2 separate regions of the Rattus norvegicus genome follow, and region 1 is linked to region 2. A link is a contact called in public Hi-C data. All regions are on one chromosome and are shown on one strand. Each heading gives the region's core, a stretch centred on a gene start, on an enhancer-like site or on the middle of the called end of the contact. The rest is flanking DNA. Distances are from core to core; before and after follow the strand shown. Region 1 holds the start of Runx1 (RUNX family transcription factor 1). Region 2 has its middle 53 kb from the start of Clic6.

Region 1 (5,874 bases), core at 2,633-5,132, 140 kb before region 2:
TGCGTGCTCGCTGTTTGCTATTCAGCAGTACAGAGGGGCAATGATTTTATTTGTTTGTGCTTTTCAAATATGCGTCGAGTGGCTCAGTGACAACCCGCACAGGTCCAGGGATGCCCGAGGCCGGGTTTTTGGAGCTTTTCATTGCTATAGCATAGTCGTCCGGCTTTGAACTTAGTAACTCAGCTGAGCAGCGCTCAAGGTGCGGACCTTAAAAGCTAAACTCGGTGTATGCGGTCCTGTAACCGCCTTTCCTAGGCTTCTGCCAGACAGACAACCCTAAACTCCGAGCGTGCCGGGTTTGAGGGTTTAAGCAGGGGCTTGACTCCAAGGGGCTTCCTTTAACCCTTTGAAGGGCTGGAGAGGCACCCCTTTTCCTGGAGTCAAGGTCCAGTGTTGTCGCTGCCACACTGTTCTGATCCAGCTCCGTCTCAGTGGGTCCCTGCGGATGTGCTTGGCTGTGGCCCCAGGAGCACTAGATCTGAAGTTGGCCTCTTAGAAAATGCATTTGAGGGGAGCCTAGCTAGCTATATGAGGGAGTCTGGCTTCCACTGGCCATGAACTCTCCAGTAGAGCCAGCACACCAGAACCTGGCCGCTCTAGGAAGCTGTGGCCCCGGAAGGGGAGTGCGGGCCGCGGGATGGTGACTGCTAACTCTAACATCGCTAAGCAAGGGGGAGGTAGGAGTAGGTAGGGAACACTGACACCTGGAATGGGACTTCTTAGAGATTCATTCTGAAAGAAAAGCAAAGATTTTTTTTTCTTCCCAAAGCTCCTGGTTCCCCCCAAACGCCAGGGGAACACTGAGCTTTTTTTTCCCTGCTGGCATGATCTTAGTGCTTTAGGAGGGAAGTCCGGCCCACTCGGGAAAATACAGAAGGCTGGGGAACTTCTCTGCCGCTCTCTGGACACCTAAAGAACTCATGGTCCTGAACTAGCATAGGACAGAGCCCAGGCAAAGAAGCTTTGAGAAGAAATGAGACCCTAATTTCCGTGAATCGCGACAGGAGAGACCCACCAGCCGGGGGATTCCTATGCAGGCTGGCCCGGATACCACCTCTGAGCGACCGGTGCGCTTAGGTGGATTCTGGTGTCCGCTTCCTAATGTTTTTTTCCCAAATTCACTAGATAGACCCTAAGGCTCTCCAGGTGAGACAGATCCCCGAACCATCCGGGTGTGCCCATTGCCCAGCTCAGCTTCCCAGGGCGCCTAACGAGGGCCGCTGCTGCCCCCTGGCGTCCACCCCGAGCCCCGACATGACGGTGAAAGGCCTGCTGGGTGCTCCACACCACCAGCTCCTACCCGCCTGGGGCAGGAGAAGCTGCCCCAAACTCCCAACCAGGCCTCCGTGCCCGGACCTCCACATCTTCTTCCTCCTCCACTGAACCCTGGCTGCGCGGATGCGTATGGAGGGAAGATACACGCGGGGACCAGCCAGGGACCCGAGCACAGATGGAAGTGGAGGGGTTCGGTCATGTGTGGACAGTAGCGGGGCTCCATGGAATGGGTAGTACGAAGTCCCGGAGGAAGCAAGGCCCAGGAGAAGTAAGGGACCCACGAAGGGCACAGGCCAGCTGCTCTGGCTGGGGACAGCAGCGGGTCGCGCGCCAAGCAGAACGGGACCTTAAAGCTCGGCGAAAATGCCCTCGGCGCCGCGGGGACGGACAAGATGGGGGAGGTGCCCCCACAGTGCGCCAGCGGGGTGGGTTCAGCTCCCGAAGGAAAGCTCCGGCCTCCTCCCGGAGCTGGAGGGTGGATTCGAGCTCGGGAATTCGGGGTGGCCTGGATCCCCGAATGCTTTCAACTTTTTTTGTGGTAGTCTAGGGGTTCTTGGAGGCCTTGGTTAGAAAACTCTCCTTCCCGGCCGCTGCGCACACTCAGAACGCGGCGCGCTGCGTAATCAAGCCGCAGCCCAGCCGCAGAGAAAAGACACTAAATAAAGCAACTGTACCACGGAGAGGATGCTTAAAACCCAAAACTTCTGCGGCGGAGCAGCGGCTGGCCGTATTTAAATGACCCTGTGCCACTGCACCTCAGCTACCAGTCAGGCCCAGGGAGGCGCTCAGAGCCTCCCCAACCGGGCCATCAGCCCTCCGGCCCTCTTGCGGCCGAAACCCACCCTGTCCTCTCAGGACCCGGAGCCTGGGCCCACGGACTGCAGTGCAAGGCTGCCTGGGGACCATTCCGGGATGCCAGCCCGGGTCCCCGGAGCCCGGAGGTGGCAGCTATGTGTCCAGGGCGCTCAGGGCGTCTCCCTGCCTCAGATCTCTGGGCCCCGGGCTTCTCCGGGCGCAGCTCGCGGTGCCCAAGCCCGACCGGTCTCTCGATTCCCGTTTCGGGGTCTCCGGGACCGTGGCCGCCGGTGGCGCCGCCGCGCCCCTCAAACCCACCCAGAGCCAGTGTGGCAGTGCCACCCTGCGCGTGGCTGCCTGGCGTGGAGTCTAAACCTGGGCCTGGCTTCGGGCAAACGTGGCTGCGTGTGCATGTGTGTGCGGGGTCGGCGTGGGTACCGGAGCTGGGGGCGGTAGGGGCTGCCACCCAGTCCGGGCCGGGGCGGCGTACAGTAGCGCGCGGGGGCGCGCGGGCCAATTCCAGGAGCGCGGCAGCCGGCCGCGCCCAGCCTGATACCGGAAAGGCCTGTGATTGGCCGTCGGTCTCCCCTATGCAAACGAGCTGAGGGAATGGAATTCCTCGGGCCGGGCTTACAGTAAAAGCACGTTCATTTCCAGGCACTCTCATTCATAGAGCCAGCGGGCGCGGGCAGGACGGGCGCCCCGCGGCCGGACCCAGCCAGGGCACCACGCCGCCCGGCCCCGCGGCTGGCACTTCCATCCTGAGCTACCGGAGACGCAAGAAAGTCACCCTTTGCCGCTCTTCTTAGATCTGCGTTGGACCTCCTTGTTTTCCTTTTCTTTTTGTTTTTCCTTTCTTACTTTTGAATGAACCGGCGTCTAGGCTTTGGATGTTTCAACTTTTCTCCTGGCTGTAAACTTTTCTCCGATTGTTTCTTTTGACAACTGCGGGAGAAAGTGTTCCGGGCTTCCAGGCGAGCGGTGAAGTTGCGTGTGCGTGGCAGGGTGCGTGGGAGTGAGCGTGTGTAACTCGAGTCTACTGGTCTACGGCGCCTCCTCCCAGGCCCGCTCCACCTGCTGCGGTTACACGGTGCTCGCTCGTGGGTATTTGTGCGCCCCAGCAGAAAACCAGCCAGCGCCGGGCGACGTTGGAGGAAGATCATCTTGCTACTGCCAGAGTCTGGGCTGACTCACTCAACCAATGTAGACAGTGGCTGACTTCCGAAGAGTGCATGTCTGCCTGTGTGTGTGTGACCCAACTGCGGCTCAACTCCCACCAAACCACAGGATCAGCCACAAACTTAACCATCGTTCCCAAACCAGAGTCCTCAGCTGTGGGAAGCTCTACCCTGAGTGTCATCGAATTTGATTTTTTTTTTAAGATTAGCTAGAGATCTTCGTAAAGTACTGACCATTTATTTGGCCAGAATTTATTGAGAGAATAATGACAAGTGCTTCTATCCCAGTCTTCTAACTACTGAAGCTGATTTTCAAGGCTACTTAAAAAAAAAAAAAAAAAACTGCGGCGAACATTAATGGATTTCTGTTGTGTTTAAATTCTCTACAGATTGTATTGTAAATATTTTATGAAGTAGATCATGTGTATATATCTATATATACGAGCACATACATTAGTAGCACAATCTTTGAAAGTTGGCGGCTCTCGCTTTTGAGAACGAAGTGAGTTTTTCATGGTAAGAGGGGCGCTCTGTATGGAAGACACTCCCAAGTTTTGTATTTTGTTGAGACTTTAAACAAAACTGACCCGCAAGAAAGAAAAACAAACTGACAGGCAATGAACTGCTGGAACTTCCAAATCTAGTTTGTTTTTTTTTTTTTTCTGGTCATTTTTTTTAATTCTGCGCATAAATATTTTAGGACGCATACGGGAATTTTGCCTCCGGGACCGTTTGTAATAGCCAAAGACTGAACTCCAAACTCTGAAAGCGAGGCTCCTTGGGGCATTTGACTTTGAATTCTGGGTTGCCCACTTTTCAATGCACTAAGCGGCCAGTTGCTAACCCTGCCTGGGTGTAAGGCCGATCCGCGTAACTAGATCTCAGTCCTGCTACCCCCACAACCCTCCGGTAGTAATAAAGGCTCCTGAACTTGTATGTTGGTCTCCCGGGAGCAGCTTGCAGAAGATCCGAGTCCCTGTCGCCGTCTAGTAGGAGCTGTTTTCAGGGTCCTTACTCAATCGGCTTGTTGTGATGCGTATCCCCGTAGATGCCAGCACGAGCCGCCGCTTCACGCCGCCTTCCACCGCGCTGAGCCCCGGCAAGATGAGCGAGGCGCTGCCGCTGGGCGCCCCGGATGGCGGCGCCGCCCTGGCCAGCAAGCTGAGGAGCGGCGACCGCAGCATGGTGGAGGTACTAGCTGACCACCCCGGCGAGCTAGTCCGCACCGACAGCCCCAACTTCCTCTGCTCCGTGCTGCCCACTCACTGGCGCTGCAACAAGACCCTGCCCATCGCTTTCAAGGTACTCCTGTCTAGAGAGGGTGGCGGGAGGAGCAGGTGGAGGCCGGCCGCTGGCCAGAGTGAGCCTAGGGGGCAGAGGCTAAGGCGGCTTCTAGAGAAGGGTGCTGCCTGTATAAGCCTCTGTTTGGTCCTTCTCACTGAGTTTGGGATGGGGGGGAGGATGCTGCGTTGCCGTGGCGACCCTCGGAAGGGACCCACCTTGGCCACCCGCAGAGGTATCCAAGAGAGAGTTTTGGTTGTTTTGGTTTTTGGTTTTTTTTGGGGGGGTTTTTTGTTTTTTGTTTTTTAATTTTTATTTTTTAAGATAATCCCAGAACATCTGCCAAGGACCTTCCTTATCTTTGCTACGAAATTAGAAAAAGTTAGAACCTTGGAGCGGGCCAGTCCATCTTCCTTAGTTAGGCTCCCTGGACCTCTGGATGGACACCCATCTCTCAAATGAAGAGATAGATGGACACCTATCTCTCAAATGAAGGCATCGGGAAATAAAATAAAAGATGCTTTACTATCTTCCGGTCAGTAAAAATAAACCAAGGGGACGCCAGGGATCCCACCCCCCACCCCGCCGGTTCGTTTGTTTTTTGTTTTGTTTTTTTTTTTAACCGCCCTATAGGATTCGGATTCAGCGTGTCCAAAGTCCGCGGCAGGCGTAGTTAAGTTTGCCAAAGTCCGGAGGAGTTTTTCGAGCCTGTAGCCTGCTCCTGCCAGAAGCCGCTAGTAGTGAATCCTGTTGCTTTTTCTGGAACCCTCCAGAATATTATGGCTGGCTCACCTAAATTAAGCCCCAGGCAAGAAAGGTGACGGGGTGTCTTCCGACACCTGGAAAGGTCCGGTCGAGCAGCTTTTCTGTTAGAGGAAGGGGCCGGGTAGACGCGGCCACTTCAGGTGGGCAGCTCACGTCGCTCTGGTCGCTTTTCACCCTGATCTAGCCCTGGCTTTGAGTTGCCTCTAAAACTTGGCCTTCAGAAGCGATGTATAAACAACCTTGGGCGGTTTAAAAAAAAAAAACCACCCCACTCCTCTGGCAGGGAGCTGGAGGAATTCAGATTCTCCTCTTTGGTCTTCTTCGGGGTAGGTTTTAAAAGCTACAGCGGAAAGCAAATTGACTCTGTCAAGTTGCGTTCTTTTAAAAAGCTAATGAAGGCGGGGGGACCCAAGCTGTAAAGTGAAGCTGCTCTTCCCCCCCCCTTTTTTTTCAATTTAGCTGAATAATTGTCTCATTTAGGAGGGAGAATAATTTAATTTAATTTAAGCTTTTCGTAGTCCCAGGCCTCAGCTGGATCTTGATCTAATTACAATGAATAACGCTCACTTTTTGAAAAGTG
Region 2 (5,883 bases), core at 733-3,232:
ATACAAAAGCAAACTTGCCCACTGGGGGAAGACCAATGCCTCAGGGTCACCCTCATATGTGGAATCTAATGACCCTGACGTCATAGAGGACAAGACTAGAATGAATGAGAGCAGAGGCTGAGGGGACTGGAGGGAGAGGATGATAGCCAGTCAACTCTACTAAGTTAGAATTGGTAAGGAAGAATACAAATCTGTCCTGGTGCTTTAATACACAGCAGAGGAACTGGTTAACATCATCATATCAAACATACCGAACACCTGGAAGAAATGGTTTGTATTATTCTCATCAAAAAGAAAGAACCATCATGTCATGTGGGATACCCTAATTTGATCATTACGCAACATATAAATGTATCAAAACTTCATGCTGTGCCCATAAAGACGTGTACAATTGTGTATCTGTCAAAAATAAAAATTAAAAGATGGGACTTCAACATTTTGGGACCGACACTCGATGTTGTCTCTTAGAGGACTTCACTGTTGAGTCGGAATTTTTCAGGTTTTCACCCCCTTACCTGCCTTCCAGCTCTGCCAGCCACTGAGACCAAGCCTTGGAGCTTCTGGGGACACTGACAACCAAGGAACCTAAAACACAGGTTTTTGTAAGAAGCACCCCCAGGGTGGAGCCCAGCATTCGACTGTGAGAGACCAGAGCTACAGAGCATGGGTTGGATCATTCAGTCTGCTGGGTGTTCTCTCTTTCTGGGTCTTGTCAAAGTTTCTCAGTTGAAGTTATTCAGAAAGTTAGTGGCTAAGGAAACAACCATTAACATAATAGGCATTTCCTCTGTCCTTCTTCTAAGTCTCCCAGAATTCTGGCTGCTTTGAAGAGATGAGTTTCTCATCAGATCTGCAGTCACCTTAAATGGTGGCTCACTACCTAGAAGATAAGAGAGCAGCTGAAATGCGGATGGCAGAAGTATGGTTTGTGCCTTGCTTGACTCGTCATGTGTATTCTCGACTGGAGGAAGTGACTCAGACGGGATGTGAGTGCCCAGCACTTAGTTATGGCTTCTGAAGTGATCTGGACTCAGACAAGACCTCTTCCCAGGCTCTCAGGTCAAGGGACTTCTTTCAGGAAGGGACAGGGAGTATCTGGGACAGAGCTGGGAGGTTACTGTTAAAATTATTTGAGAGTTGTGTAGCTCTCTGCAATAACGCTTTGTTGAAAGTCAAAATTATTTTGTTCCCATTTCTTCTCTCAAAGTCAAAAATAACAAGCGTGGGGCTTAGAGAGGAAAGGAGGTTTGTTCTATGTCCAACCAGCACTGACCAAACTTCCTGCCTAGTTCCCTGCCTACCAGGCCCTGGCCAGCCTCCTGTAGCCTATTTCCTTATATTTCAAGAGTTGTTCAAATTCTTAAGACCAGCACCAATTTCACATCCATCGTGTCTGGTGCGAGAATGCTACGTACAAAAACCTAGCACACTACCAAGGAGAAAGCCCGATAAGTGCTTTTGACAGTTTTGTGTGTTTTCGTGAACATCCTTATCAGAGTTCCAAGAGCTGAGCGGAAAAAATCTTTTACAGATGAGCAAACTGAGATTCAACAAAATTAAATAACTTGCCGGAGGCCATGCAGCTCTTTCCCCAGTCCTCTTGAGTCACAATTAACTGTCTGGATCCCAGAAAGAAATTGCAGACCAGCATCTAGACAATGGGAAATGAGCCGTCTAGAGGTGGCTGCCCTTAAAGGAATGTGGACTGCTGTCTGGGAGCTTCAGTACCCGTAGTGACCACACTCGGTACCTCCAACTCCCAACTCTGGGAGTGTTTAAAAGGATGAAAGGCTTATCCCAAGTAAACCTTTTATTATCTTAAAGTTCAGAGAGCACATTAAACACTGCAGGCCAACTGTTGGTGAGTGTGAACAGTCCAAGTTAATCCAAAATGTTCTGCGTCTCTGCCTGGGTCAGTGCAAGACACTGCCAAACAAGACTGGCACTGACCATTGAACCAAAGCCTGTCTCTAACAGAGTTTAAAACAGTCATTGTGCACACATGCCCCTTCGGGGCCCTATAGATTGTTCTGTTTACTAAATCTCTACTGGCTTCTGGTTTGCATTTTTCTTTTTTTGTGTGTTCAACAAAGGATATATTGTTCATTACTAAGATCCCTTGATTAAAAATCCAAGTGTTGAGTAATCCCGCTGTTCCTAGCTGTGCTAACCCCTCCCCCGTTCCCTGATTTTCATCTACTTCAACTTCCTTCTCCATCCATCTCATGAGGAGTGGATCTGAACCCACATCTGTTTGATGTTACTGATATTGCCTTAGACACATGTGCCTGTACAAAAGGATCCCAGAAAGACTCAGGACGGGATGGGGAGATGGGAAGAGAGGGCTGGGTTGCTGGGAACCGTCACTCTCCTGATCTTGTCGGTAATGCGTGGTTCCACAAAAATTAGCTTCAGGCATTAACTATTAATGTTGCTCTGAGTTTTAGGTAAGAATTAAATGACTTAGTAGTTGTTAGTTTGGAAGACAGCCAAGACTGGCCAGCTGCCATCGAGCACCCTGGGAAGACGGTTTGCATCCCAGACAATAAGGGCAACACTTGCTACGGTGGAGGGGCACTACTGTGCCACGGAGCCCCTATCAAGCAGAAAGCACAGAGGTGCCACAGCAGTGGGGTGTTAGAGGTTGGGTGACGGCATCCAGGAGGTGGACACAGTTCAAGTTTTACCTATGAGTGTCCCTGTCATTCACACTAAGAAGATGGAAATGGGTCTTCAGACATCTCTGAAGAGTCAGGAAGAATCTCTTTCTCAGAAAAGTGATCACTGCTACCAAGCCAACAGGTGATCTAATCAGCCCGACCAGACAGGGCAACCCCAAGATGTCTCTGAAAGATGAGACGTTTTCTTTATCAAGATGTCCTGGGGGTAAATTTAACACCTCCCCCATCTCAACTGTTTCAGATCAAGCTATTATTGTTTTCTAGAAAGTTCTTATGAAACCAAATTAACTCCTAAACTCCCAGGGAGCATGGCCTTGGGTCTAGCCTTCAGGACAAGTTGGGAGCATGTGTATCTATAGCAACCGCATTAACAGGGTATCCCAGGGTCCCCAGAAAATGTGCTTCCTGACGAGGGTCACCATCGTGTCATCTGTTAAGAGTCTGTGGTTGAGACCATGCATTCATTTCTCACCGAGGAGACTGTTGTGTCACTCAACATGACCAGAGGAAACTATCTATGCCTGAGAACAAAACCAACTTAATTTCACTGTGCTCCCGGGACATAAAATCCCAAGAATCAGGAGAGTAGGCAATACTGTTTAAAACATTAGTTTTATTGCACGGATGATGGTATCTCTCACTGGAATGTGGCTCTCAGGGAAACCAAGCTAAGAAGGCTATAGGATGGTCACCTTCTAGCCTTTCCCAGCGAGAAATGTTCATTGTGTCCTCAGAAGGGGATTCTGTCAGAAGCTGGGAGGCAGTGACATAGCTACTCAGGCTGCACAGACGAGTGTGTGTCACACAGAACCAGACAGGGTGCTGTTCAAACAAATCTCAGAGATGACACACACTGAGAGTCTCTCTCCCTCCCCTTCCCCCCCTTCCCTTCCTCTTCCTCCTCCTGCACCAAGAGCCTTGGGGCCTAAGGACTGGATTTCTGTCCATTTCATATCTGCCCTGGTGACCTTCCATGGCACAAGCAGGTCTTGCTTGTCTCGTATCCACAGGAGCCTGGTCACCACCTTACTGTTCTGGTTTTGACAGACTTTTTCCTTCCCTTTGGTGTAAGCGCTGAAGGCCTCCGACTGCCCCATGCTCTGGAATGCGATGAAGACAAGGCAGCTTGTAGCCTTTATAGTTCTCACCACTTGAAAGGCTGTGACTGGTTTGAATGACAATCCAACGATTGAAACCACACATACTATAAAACTACCAAATGTGCACGGGTAAATGTTTTACTTTTTTTTTTCCCCTTTGCTGTGACAAAACACCCTGGGAGGAGCAACTTTTAGAGAAAGAAGGTCCATAGCTCCAGTCCATCACGTGGGGAAGTCAAGGAAGGGACTTGAAGCAACTAGTCGCTCGGCATAGAGCAGACAGGGATGGATGCATGCACACAAGCTCCTCAGCTCACTCTCTCTCTGCTCTTTGGCCATTCAGGATCCAAAGCCAAGGAATGGTGCTGCCCACTTTTACGCTGGGTCTTCATACAGTCCAGACAACATCCTACAGACATGTCCACAGGCCAACCTGGTGTCATAATCCCTCACTGAGACTCTCCTCCCAGGTGCTTCCAGACTGTCACAGCTGACAAACCATCTCACAGCTGAAACCTGAGAACAGGGAAGAATCAGTGCCTTGGCGTTTGTGTGCCGCATCTTTCTGGCTCTTTATTAAAACGCTCTTTTCTTCTGAAGGAGCAGCCTTGGCTTGGCTGTTGTCCGTGGTAGTGTTGTTATTGTTGTTCATTTATATAACTGCCTTTGAGCTGAATTCAGAAAGGACTAACGGAGAAACATGTCTACCTTGTACTGAGACGCTCAACCACCTGTTCAACAGGAGAGGAGTCGTGACAAAGCCCTTCATTGACCAACTGCAAAAAAAAATCCTTCCTCCAGCCCCACCTTCTCTCCCCACCCTTTGGCAAAAACACTGAGTAAATAGTACACTTAGTGCCAAGATGTGGAGGTCAACAAACTCTTGCTTTGTCACAGGAACCTGGGAATCAGGTCAAGTAGACTTCAGGGAATGTCAGACCTGCCCGCCCCATGGAGTTTGAACCTGAGGATTAACAGTAAGAGAGTCTGGAGGATGCTCGCCAAGAAGATACGCAGCAGACACCTGATGCCACGACTTGGCTTGGCAACACGTAAGAGGTTTAGCAATGCAACCTCCATTGACCTCAGCCAGGGGTTGTATATGGTGGTGGAGCCTTGCTCTAGAGTGTTCATCGCAGACTCTAAGCTGGCTCCTGAGATTCCCTGAGGGCCCTGGTGAACAGGCCCCTTACTCTTGAGGTTGGATAGGACTTGTGAACAAATACTGTAGAAAGAATATCTTATATCTGTATGGCTGTGGCACCTGTCAATATCTACCCGATGCCCTATGGCTTAGGCAAGAAATAGGGGGTCGGGGTGTGGAACATCCAGAAAGAGAAAGAATTCTGGGATATAGCTAGGCATAGGAGATTCACCCGGGAAAGATGGGACAAGACAGATGAACGGTGTCTGAGCACAGGTAAGGAGCCACATGGCAGAATGTAGATTAAAATAAATGGGTCATAATAAGTTATGATCTAGTCAGAGAAGAGCCTAGCTATATGGCCAAGGTGTTTGTAAATGTATTTTGAGTCTGAGTTTTATTTCTGGGAACATGGGACTAGGAGGAAGAACCAGGACAAAACTTCTACAAGACACCAAATCCTTCTTGTGATTAGGTCGCACGACAGAGCAAAGGAAACAACAGTCCCTCAGCAGTTGACTTGAGTGTAGGGACTCCAAGGGTTTGATTTGATCAGCTGGTTATAAAGGCCTGGACTAGTCAAGTGAGTGCCTAAAAGGAAGACCACAGTCAGACATAAAGGAGACTGGAGAGAGGTGAAGCAGTTTTAAATACCAGGAGCAGACCTGAAAACCTTGAATGGGAATCCAGCTTTAGCCAGTACCTTCCTTTCAGCCTTTGTGACCCTAAACAAGATAACCAGTTCCAGAACACACCGACTTCTTGTGGATTAGTCAGATTTCTGTGGCTGGGAGCACGTGGGGAAGCAAAGCCGCGCACCCCATAGTGCTGTGAAAGCAAGAATTTGGAAGAAGGACCCTCAAAGGACACACCCCCAGTTGCTCACTTCTAAGTCACTTAAGCCTACCTTTCTAAACTTTCCAATACATTCCATCGGCACCACAAGCTGGCAGCCAAC

The links. Hi-C and Micro-C count contacts between places; a contact is called where the count stands out from the background.
Region 1: a Hi-C map of the Rat2 cell line shows a contact between it and region 2, with 6 times the contacts expected there. The contact joins the promoter of Runx1 here to the enhancer-like site in region 2. A contact is called at or near these places in 2 of 12 Hi-C or Micro-C datasets (the Rat2 cell line and hepatocytes).

Annotation. Positions count from the first base shown.
Region 1 is chr11:45,419,333-45,425,206 of GRCr8, reverse strand. Runx1 (RUNX family transcription factor 1) reads left to right here and starts at 3,882. Exons shown (of 6, transcript NM_017325.2): 1 at 3,882-4,550. The coding sequence starts at 4,281.
Region 2 is chr11:45,273,705-45,279,587 of GRCr8, reverse strand. No RefSeq gene overlaps it. Among named protein-coding and RNA genes, the nearest start is that of Clic6, 53 kb to the right of the region's middle. Within about 2 kb of position 1,982, at least 6 of the 93 cell types and tissues checked have an H3K27ac peak or open chromatin away from gene starts, as enhancers often do.